Linked DNA regions of Oryctolagus cuniculus: region 2 is linked to region 1. Evidence: chromatin contacts called from public Hi-C data. All regions are on one chromosome and are shown on one strand. Each heading gives the region's core, a stretch centred on a gene start, on an enhancer-like site or on the middle of the called end of the contact. The rest is flanking DNA. Distances are from core to core; before and after follow the strand shown. Region 1 overlaps TMEM229B (transmembrane protein 229B). Region 2 holds the start of TMEM229B (transmembrane protein 229B).

The links. A called contact is a pair of places that touch in the nucleus more often than the background predicts.
Region 2: a Hi-C map of skin fibroblasts shows a contact between it and region 1, with 8 times the contacts expected there. The contact joins the promoter of TMEM229B here to the enhancer-like site in region 1. A contact is called at or near these places in 2 of 6 Hi-C or Micro-C datasets (skin fibroblasts and an unstated tissue).

What each region holds. Positions count from the first base shown.
Region 1 is chr20:13,347,884-13,352,199 of mOryCun1.1, forward strand. It overlaps TMEM229B (transmembrane protein 229B), which reads right to left. Exons shown (of 5, transcript XM_070065127.1): 2 at 1-161. Among named protein-coding and RNA genes, the nearest start is that of TMEM229B, 37 kb to the right of the region's middle. Within about 2 kb of position 1,923, at least 2 of the 8 cell types and tissues checked have an H3K27ac peak or open chromatin away from gene starts, as enhancers often do.
Region 2 is chr20:13,384,702-13,389,017 of mOryCun1.1, forward strand. TMEM229B (transmembrane protein 229B) reads right to left here and starts at 2,417. Exons shown (of 5, transcript XM_070065127.1): 1 at 2,259-2,417.

The DNA.
Region 1 (4,316 bases), core at 673-3,172:
CAGACATCAGGATCGGTGTCCAGGAGGGTCCGGGGCCAGCCGCTGTCCTGGTTCCACACTGGAGCTTGGTGCCATTCTCAGCAGCGTGGGCAAGCATCAGCCACGGGACTCAGCTGAGCCCTGGCTGGTGGGCGGGCCACCTCCATCACTTCCATGCGTCCCTTGGGAATGAAAGAGGAGGCCTTTGTTAGCTTCATCTGTCCCCTGCCCTGAGCCACCAAGTTAAGCTGGCTGAAGGGACAGCTCTAAGGCAAACATTGCAAAGGCCTGGGCTCCGGGCCCAGTCACCAGGGCCCCTCTCCTGGAACCGGCCACCTCCTCTCAGCTGTTTTGTCTGCTCAGGTCTGGTCAACCCAGCCATGAGAGCCTGAGATGGTGCCGGGACAATCCACACCGTGGGGACAGGACCTGGGGCTTCTTGCATCACCAGTGAGTGAGCGCACACTTGTCAATCTGAGCAGAGATATAATTTTAGAATCAAGCTCCATCCTCAGTTAGCTTCAAATTACTCTCTCACCTTCACCCTGCAGTGGGGACATCTGTCGTCAAGGGTGGTCAAGAGCCAGACAGGGTGGGGCATTTGCTGCAGCATTTTGGACATCAAGCAGAATCGCACACAGACAAACAAGCAGTCTGCTCAAACCTTCCACCCGCAATTTCACGACTGTGATACATATTTATCTCTCTTTATTACTTTGCAATCGTTACTATTATTTTCTCATTGTTATTATTACTCTTAACATCGATAACTGGCTATAAGTTGTTATCAACCTTACTTTATAACACCCTTTGCCAAGTACATATGTTTAACAATGTTGCCAAGACTCGTCCATTTGATGGAGATCCCAGCGTTTTTTGCTTTACAATGAAGGTGCTGGGGCAGGTGCATGGCACAGCGATTAAGCTCCCACTTAGGGTGCCTGCATCCCAAATCATAGTGCCTGGGTTCCACTCCAGGCTCCTCTCCATTCCAGCTTCCTGTTAATGTGCACTCTGGGAGGCAGCAGATGATGGCTCAAGTGGTTGGGTTCCTGCCATCCGTGGAGGGGATCCAGATAGCGTTCCTGGCTCCTGGCTTCAGTCTGGCCAGCCCCAGTCATTACAGGCATTTGGGGAGTGAATGAACCAGGGCATGGGAGATTCAATCTCTCTGTCTCTCTCTCTCTCTCTCTGAGTGTGTGTGTCTCACTGCCTTTCAAATAAAGTAAAAGTTTTTAAATTTAAAAGGAGGATGTTGAAGCTTCCCTGAAAACCCGTTATAACACAGTGCACAGCTGCCCAAGGACAGTATTGAGGCCTAACAGAGCCCTGTGGAGACTCAGATCAGTCTCTCGGATGCTGATCTCCGTATACGGCTGGGGTGGGAGTGGGCGTCACCCCCACATGGACAGCCAAGCACAGTGCATCACAGGCACAGTCCCACCACGCAGCAGATGACACTCACCTCCACTTCCTCCCTGCCTCCACCCTCAGGCTCTGAGCAGAAGTAACTAGGTCTTTGCTCCCCAGGCTGACAGTCTGTGAGGCAATCACCCAGAGGAAGTGAATGCATAGGGCTCAGAGATCGGAAACGCACTATATGAAGATGTACTTTTGGGGGGTGGGGTGTGTACCCCTTGCATCTCCCACTCCGGGCTCCTGGCTTCAGTGTGAAGTGCACTGGGCTGTTGGGCTCCCCTTGCCTCTGTCTCTCCCCAGCTCCTTCACCCCACACACCTGTCTCTCTTCCTCCCTCCCCCAGGCCGCCGATGGTGGACAGGGACCACCCTGGCATGTACCCATCAGCTAAAGGAAAGGGCCGCAATGGCCGGGCACATCTGATACCCACCCCCCAAACACACCAGCAGCACTGTGACCCTGTGCCTGGGGAGTTCAATCCCACCCACGAGTACTTCCCCTTCTCTGGCCCTGAGCAGGCCACAGCATTAGCACAAGCCCAGACCAAAACAGAAACAGAAACCAAAGACCACATTCTGCCCGCCCAGCCTGCTGGTCGCTGGCTGCCGTTGGCCCAGAAAGCTGCTGCCGGCCACGCCTTCCGCTTCCTATGTGCAGATGGTCCCACCCCTGCCCCCAAGCTGTCCCCAGCCCTCTCCAACACTCCCTGCCCCCCAGGAACAGGTCCCAGAGGACAGAGGACAGGAGGCCCCTTTGTGGACCGCTTGGGCTGCACCGTCAGTGTTCGGAACAGATGAACGGGTGAAGAGCTCATGTGCAGGTGGACTGACTTTTTCATGGCTCTCCCCTCTGTGACTCTCCCAGGACTCCTGCGGAGCAGCGAGTGCAGAAGCGACCACTTCCATTTCATAGGAGAAAACAGAGGCTCAGGACTTGGACTTGCTGAGATCCACACTTTGGATTCAACTTCCATCCTCAGGCTCTGAGGCCCCCATAGCAAACCTTCAAACTGCCTCCCACCTACATCTCGTCCTTAAGGCACACATCTGCGCCCGCGCAGCACGGGTCTTCCATTCCGCGTAATCTACTTAGTCTGTTCGCTAAGCTGCTTATTTTGCAAACACACAGCTGAGTTTGTCCACCGGCTTTTCCATCAGCATGCTTGGGGCACTCCTGGGAGCTTGAAGAAGCAGAGACCATGGCCCTGTCCTCCCTTCCTGCCATCCTCTGCACTCACCCACCCCCACCACCCCTTCCTCTGGATCCTGCTTATCCCACAGCAACTGGGCTGTTCTGTTCCTGATGTCCCCACGAGCCAGGGACCATCCTTGTAGTGAAACACCTTGTTCCAGCCTAAAACTATCTGTGTGCCTGTTTCCCCCACCAGGCAATGCAGTCCTCGAGAACACAGAACTCCTGTTGGATGCATGCACCAACAAGGTAGAGAAAGGCCCAGTCAAATTCCTGGGAGATAGAATCACCCAGTGTTAGTAACCAGGCAGAGTCATGTCTGGCGCCATCATGGAGGGCGCCTCTCCCACAAAGCACCATGAATGTAGGCTTGCGACGTCAAGGCTCTACCGATCAGAGAAGATAGGAGGCTGCCTGCTTTTCTTTCTCCCATCTCCAAGAGCCATCACACAAACTGAGAGGTGAACAGGGCCAGAGCCAGTGGCTTGGATCTGGACAACACCCAAGTCCCGTCCAATAACACATAAGGATGGCTGGGGCAGGAACAGAGCATCCCAGACAGCCTGGGGGACAGCACAGGCCCCTGCAGGAGCCAGAGGCCAAGCCCTGGTTCAGGTGAGAATAGCACTGCCTGTTCTGTTCTTCCCACAATGCACTGGCACTCACAAAAGGCACATCCAGTGTTCACACACCCAGGACTCGTTTCCCAAAGAGGTTTAACCAGCAGCTGCTGGCTGGAAATTCCCTCTGCATCATTTTCTCTCCACCCCTGTAACTATTTAGGGTGCGCTGGGCTTGCAGGCTTGAGCCTCAACTCCTCCGACAGCAAACCAAAAACTAGATCTCTCCCACCCCGTCGCCACGGTGGGAACCTAAGACTGGACCCGGAAAGGCTGCAGCAAACCCCATCCCTTTTCCTTCCCAACTCTCCTCTTCCTTAACCCTTCCCAGATCCCCTTGCCCTTCTGTGAGCTGACGGGTGGGGTCTTCCCACCTGCCAGGCAGCTCTCCAACAGACACCAAGGGGCGTCCTACAGTTCATTTCAGGTGCCCCCTGGGTCCCACATGTCGAGGGCTCAGACCCACAAGACTGGCCCAGCTCAGAAGCCAGTCAAACCCTTGTCACCTGTACTTCTGACCGCCTGGCTACAAACCATGGTTCCCAGCCACCTCCCTCTTTTCAGGTTCTGTTGATTTGCTAGGAGGACTCACAGAACTTGGAGAAGCACTCGCTGATCTTTACTGGTTTATGATCAAGGATCCAAAGGAACAGCCAGATGAGGACAGACGGGGCATGGTGGGGGTGGGGAGCCGCTTTCCAACACCACGTGTTCTGCTACCCAGAAGCTCCCCAAGTCTTGTTTGAGTTTTCAAGGAACTTAATCTCTAGCCCTCCACACCTTCCCTGGAGGTGGGGGTAAGGCTGCAAGCCCCAGCCCCCTAGTCCTCAGTTGCTCTTTCTAGCCCTCCACTGGCCCCATCTTGAGGCTACTTAGGCTCCCCGCCCCCAGGATGTCATCAGCATAAACTCAGAGGTTAATCAAAGGGACTCATTATGAATGACAAGATAATCCTGCCACTCAGGAAATCCCAAGAGTTTTAGGATTCTATAACTGAGAGACTGGGACAAAGGGCAAATATATTTCATATTACACCACACACACACCCCCACCCAGGGGTCCACGGAGTAAAGAGAAAATGCCCCCCCCCCGGGGGGGAGCTCCCTG
Region 2 (4,316 bases), core at 1,167-3,666, 37 kb after region 1:
CAATACGTAAATCTGATACAACTGAAAGCAACAGTTTAGTGCTCACTCACTCACGTAAGATCTTTCCGCCAAGGACCCAAGGCTCTTAAATCACTTTATAAATGCAAAAAATTCATGCCTCATCATTTTCAAAGAGGGGGTCGGGGAGTTATGGGGTTCTCCATCATCGCACTGTCAGAACCTGTAGGGTACAGCCAGTCCGCAGAAAAGCCCACTCTCTCATCGCTGCAGGAGTGGGGGGCAGGCCTCCAGCACCTGGCCTGACTTTAGCCACGATTTCCAGGGCCACAGATCTCACTCAGCTCAGGGGACACCGCCTTCACCTGCTACGTGTTTCTGGTCCTGAAACCTCCCTGGAGCCTGTCCTTTCAAGTTGCCAAAGTCAACATTAATCAGCTCCTCATTCCCTCCAAGGACCAGCTCCCCCCACCGGCCTCCCCATCTTTCCAGTTGCTATCTCTGTCTCCAAACTCAAAGCTTCATTTCAGCCCACCCTCTCGTGTCTCTAGAGCAAGGTGTCCTGGCAGGCTCGCCCTCAGTCTCTACTCATTAGCTCACTCTTGGGAGCAGACAGGAGAGACACGGGGTAGTCCAGAGCCTGACTCCAGAGGCACACAGATGAATCTAAGTTTCCTACCAGGATAAACCTGAACTCCGAAGGGCTTCCTGCCCCATGATGGGGACCACTGGTCACAGGCAAGCCAGCCTGGAGCGGGCGGCACCTGCAACCTGGAGACATGGGGTCAGGGATTGGGGACCTGGGTCCTAGCTCTTGGTTTTCTTGCAAGAAAGACCCTGAAGCAGTCCCAGGCAGGCCACTGAGCTCTGGTCTGGGCTCCTCTTCCTAGTACAGCAGGGCCTCTGTGTGACCCGGCTCATTGGTTACTAGGGTGGTGAGAACACAGAATTAGTGAGCGCAGTCCCCAGGGGGGCGCTGGCAGACGCCCTCCCTGGGGTCCTGCTCTTATCCTCTGGGAAGAACCTTGAAGCAGCATCTGACCTGCACCCAGGCGCTGCACCTCGGGCAACCTAACATATCCCCCCAAGGAGACCCTGGAGAGAGAAAGGAGCCACAGTTAGCCTCAGCCGAGGAGCGAAGGGGGTCGGCCTCTGGCTGGGCACGCACGGAGGGGAAGGAAGACACCTGGGAAAGCCGCCAGAGCCTGCGTCCTTGCTAGGAGCAGGGCTGTAATGCTCTCCATCCCAGCCCTCCAGCGCCCGGCGAGGGCAGGTGGAGAGTGGCAGCCCGGGGGCTGAGCCAGCCCTGGCATGGACCTGGGCAGAACAGGACGCCCAGGTGCGCAGTCCCCCAGCTTCGCCAACCTCCGCCGCAGAAGGCAGCAGGGTCATTTTGAAGGCGCCCCCTCCCCTTCCGCAAAGTCCTCAGCCTCAAACTCAGCAGGGGCCGGGCTCCCAGCGCCAAGCCCTGGCTCCCCAGTTCCACCCAGACGGGCGCCCTCCTCCGTCCTCCCGAGGAAGCCTGCGGGGTGCTCTTCGCCGGGGGAAGAGGTGTCCACCCTCCGCGGCCGGCGATCCCCGGCTTTGGCCCCTTCCCCCTCGTCTCGCCCCGACACCCCTTTGTTTCAGGCCGGGAAAGTTGCCAGCGTGCACCCCCTTCCCCAACACGCCCCCCTGGGCGCCCATCCCCCGCAGGGAAGCCAGCCTCGGGCGCACCAAATCATCTGCAGCTCGCTCTCGGGCCCGGGGCAGCCGCTTCGAAACCGAAAGCAAAGAGAGGAAGCGAAATCCGGCAGTGCCCCCAGCCCGGGCGCCCGGTCTTCCCCATCACTGCCCCCATCGCCCGCGCCCCCCGGCGCTCGGCGCTGCCCGGCCGGCGCGGCCACCTCTCCAGGCGGCCGGCGGAAAGGCCTCTCTTTCCCTCTCTCTGCGGGCATCGAGGACACCTACCGGTGCGGGGTCGGGGCGGCGGGCAGGGGCAGGGGCAGGGCAGGGCCGGCCGCCCGCCGGGCGCAGGTGCCGCCAGGAGCGCCGTCTCCCCGGCAGGCTCCGCTCCTCCTCCCGCGCCGGGACTCGGGGCGCTCTCCTGCGCCGCCTGCTCCCCGCCCCCACGCCCGGCGCTCCGGCTCCCCCCGCGCCGACTTGCGGGCCGCGCGTCCCCCCCACCCCCCACCCCGAGCCGCCTGGCCCTCGGCGCCGCGCCTAGTCCCGCAGCGCTCGCCGGCGCGGGGGCCGGGGGGCTGCAGCCGCCGCGGCTCGGGAGCAACGGAGCCCCTCGCTGCGGCGGCGGCGGCACTCACCCATAGTACGGATGCGGTGCAAACTGCACATGCTCGTGTCTGACAGGCGCTCTGCCCCCGGCCCGGCTTAACTCCTTGCTCACCCGCCGGCGCCGACCTGGCCGCTTCCTGCAGCAGGGGGCGCCGGCCCGGTCCTCGGCTCGGGGCCGCAGCAGCGCCGGTGGGGCTGTGATGCAGGGCTCCCCGCCACCCCGCCTGCATTTAAGGTGTCCGCAGGGCGAGGCGGCACCTCCCAGCTCGCAGGAGTCGCTGGGACCGCGTGTATAGCATCCACTGTGGGTGTCCCGCAGGCCTGGGCTCCCTGAGAACCACCCGTGCCCTGGTGTTGCAGGCCCACTGTGCGCCGGCCTCGTGAAACAGCCGTGCAAGGTCTTTTGTTTTTTATGATCCCCATCTCCAAGATGGAGAAACTGAGGCCTATGAAAGTGGAGGAATTTGCCTATGGCGAGGGCTGAGTCTCCAACGTCCATGATTTCATGTGTGCCGCCAAGATAAACGGAATGTGTTCCTTATGAGGTCAGTCTGCATTCCTGTATTGGGAGGTGAATATAATGGCTGTCATCCTGCAAGCCTGCGGATTCCATGATATGAATGTGGGAAATACCATGCAGGAATACCCTGCGGAAAGGATGGGCTGGGGTGGGAACAAAATCCCCATTCCCACGCAGAGCCTGGGTCCTGGCGCTGGCCGCCTCGGCCGAGAAGAAAGGACATTCTATTTATGCATTTATTTTAGATCTATCTATCTATCTATCTATCTATCTATCTGTTTATCTATTTATTTGACAGCAGAGTTACAGAGAGAGAGAGAGAGATCTTGCATCCATTGGTTCACTCCCAAATGGCCGCAATGGCTGACGCTTGGCCTGGCCAAAGCCAGGATTCTGGAATTCCATCCAGGTCTCCTACATGGGTGGTAGGAGCCCAAGTACTCAGGCCATTTTCCTCTGCCTTCCCAGGCACGTTGGCAGGGAGCTGGCTTGGAAGTGGAGGAGCCCGCACTCAAACCAGCACTCATACATGGGATGTGTTGCAGGGAGTGGCTTAAGCCACTGTGCCACAGCATCAGCCCCAGGAATGCCCTTTTCTGATCCTCATGCAGACTCACTGTGTGTCTGGGCCTGATTCTGGCATCAAGGCTGCTTCTCAGTCTCCAGGGAGAGCAAATGGGGAGAGGGAAGACAGGAGAGATTGCTACCTGTACCCCCTCCCTTTGTTTAATTTTTTTTATTATTATTTACTCAAGAGACAGAGAAGAGAGGGTTCGGGTTCCCATCCACTGGGTCACTTCTCAAGTGCCCATGGAACTCAATCCCAGTCTCCCACATGGATGGAGGAGCCCAGTCGCTTGAGCTGTCACCACTGCCTCCCGGAGTCTGCATTAGCAGGAAGCTGGAGTCAGGAGCCAGAGCTGGGAATTGAACCCAAGCGTTCCAATGTGGGACATGGGCATCTTAACTACTGTGCTGAAGACCTGCCTCCTTACCCCTTTTTAAACCTTAAACCATGCCACGGTGACAAACAGCCCTCAGAAGTTCAAGCCAGTGGCCGGTGCTGTGGCATAGTGGGCTAAGCCTCCACCTGCAGTGCCGGCATCCCACACGGGCGCTGGTTCAAGTCCCAGCTGCTCCTCTTCCAATCCAGCTCTGCTATGGCCTGAGAAAGCAGTGGAAGATGACTCAAGTCCTTGGGCTCCTGCACCCATGTGGGAGACCTGGAAGAAGCTCCTGGCTCCTGGCTTCGGATTGGCTCAGCTCTGGCCGATGCGACTATCTGGGGAGTGAACCAGAGGATGGAAGATCTCTCTCTCTCTCTCTCTCTCTCTCTCTCTCTCTGTCTCTTCCTCTCACTGCCTGTAAATCTGCTCTCAAACAAATAAATAAAATCTTTAAAAAAAAAAAAAGTTCAAGGCAGCATGGAGTCTTCTAAGAAAAGGAACCTCAGGTTCATCCAGCTGTTCTTGCCCCACTCTGGGCAAGAAGCTGGGCTGCTTTTCTCTGAACCTGAACCTACCCTGATCTTATGTCTTCCCATAATTGTCTGATGGGGCCCTGAGTC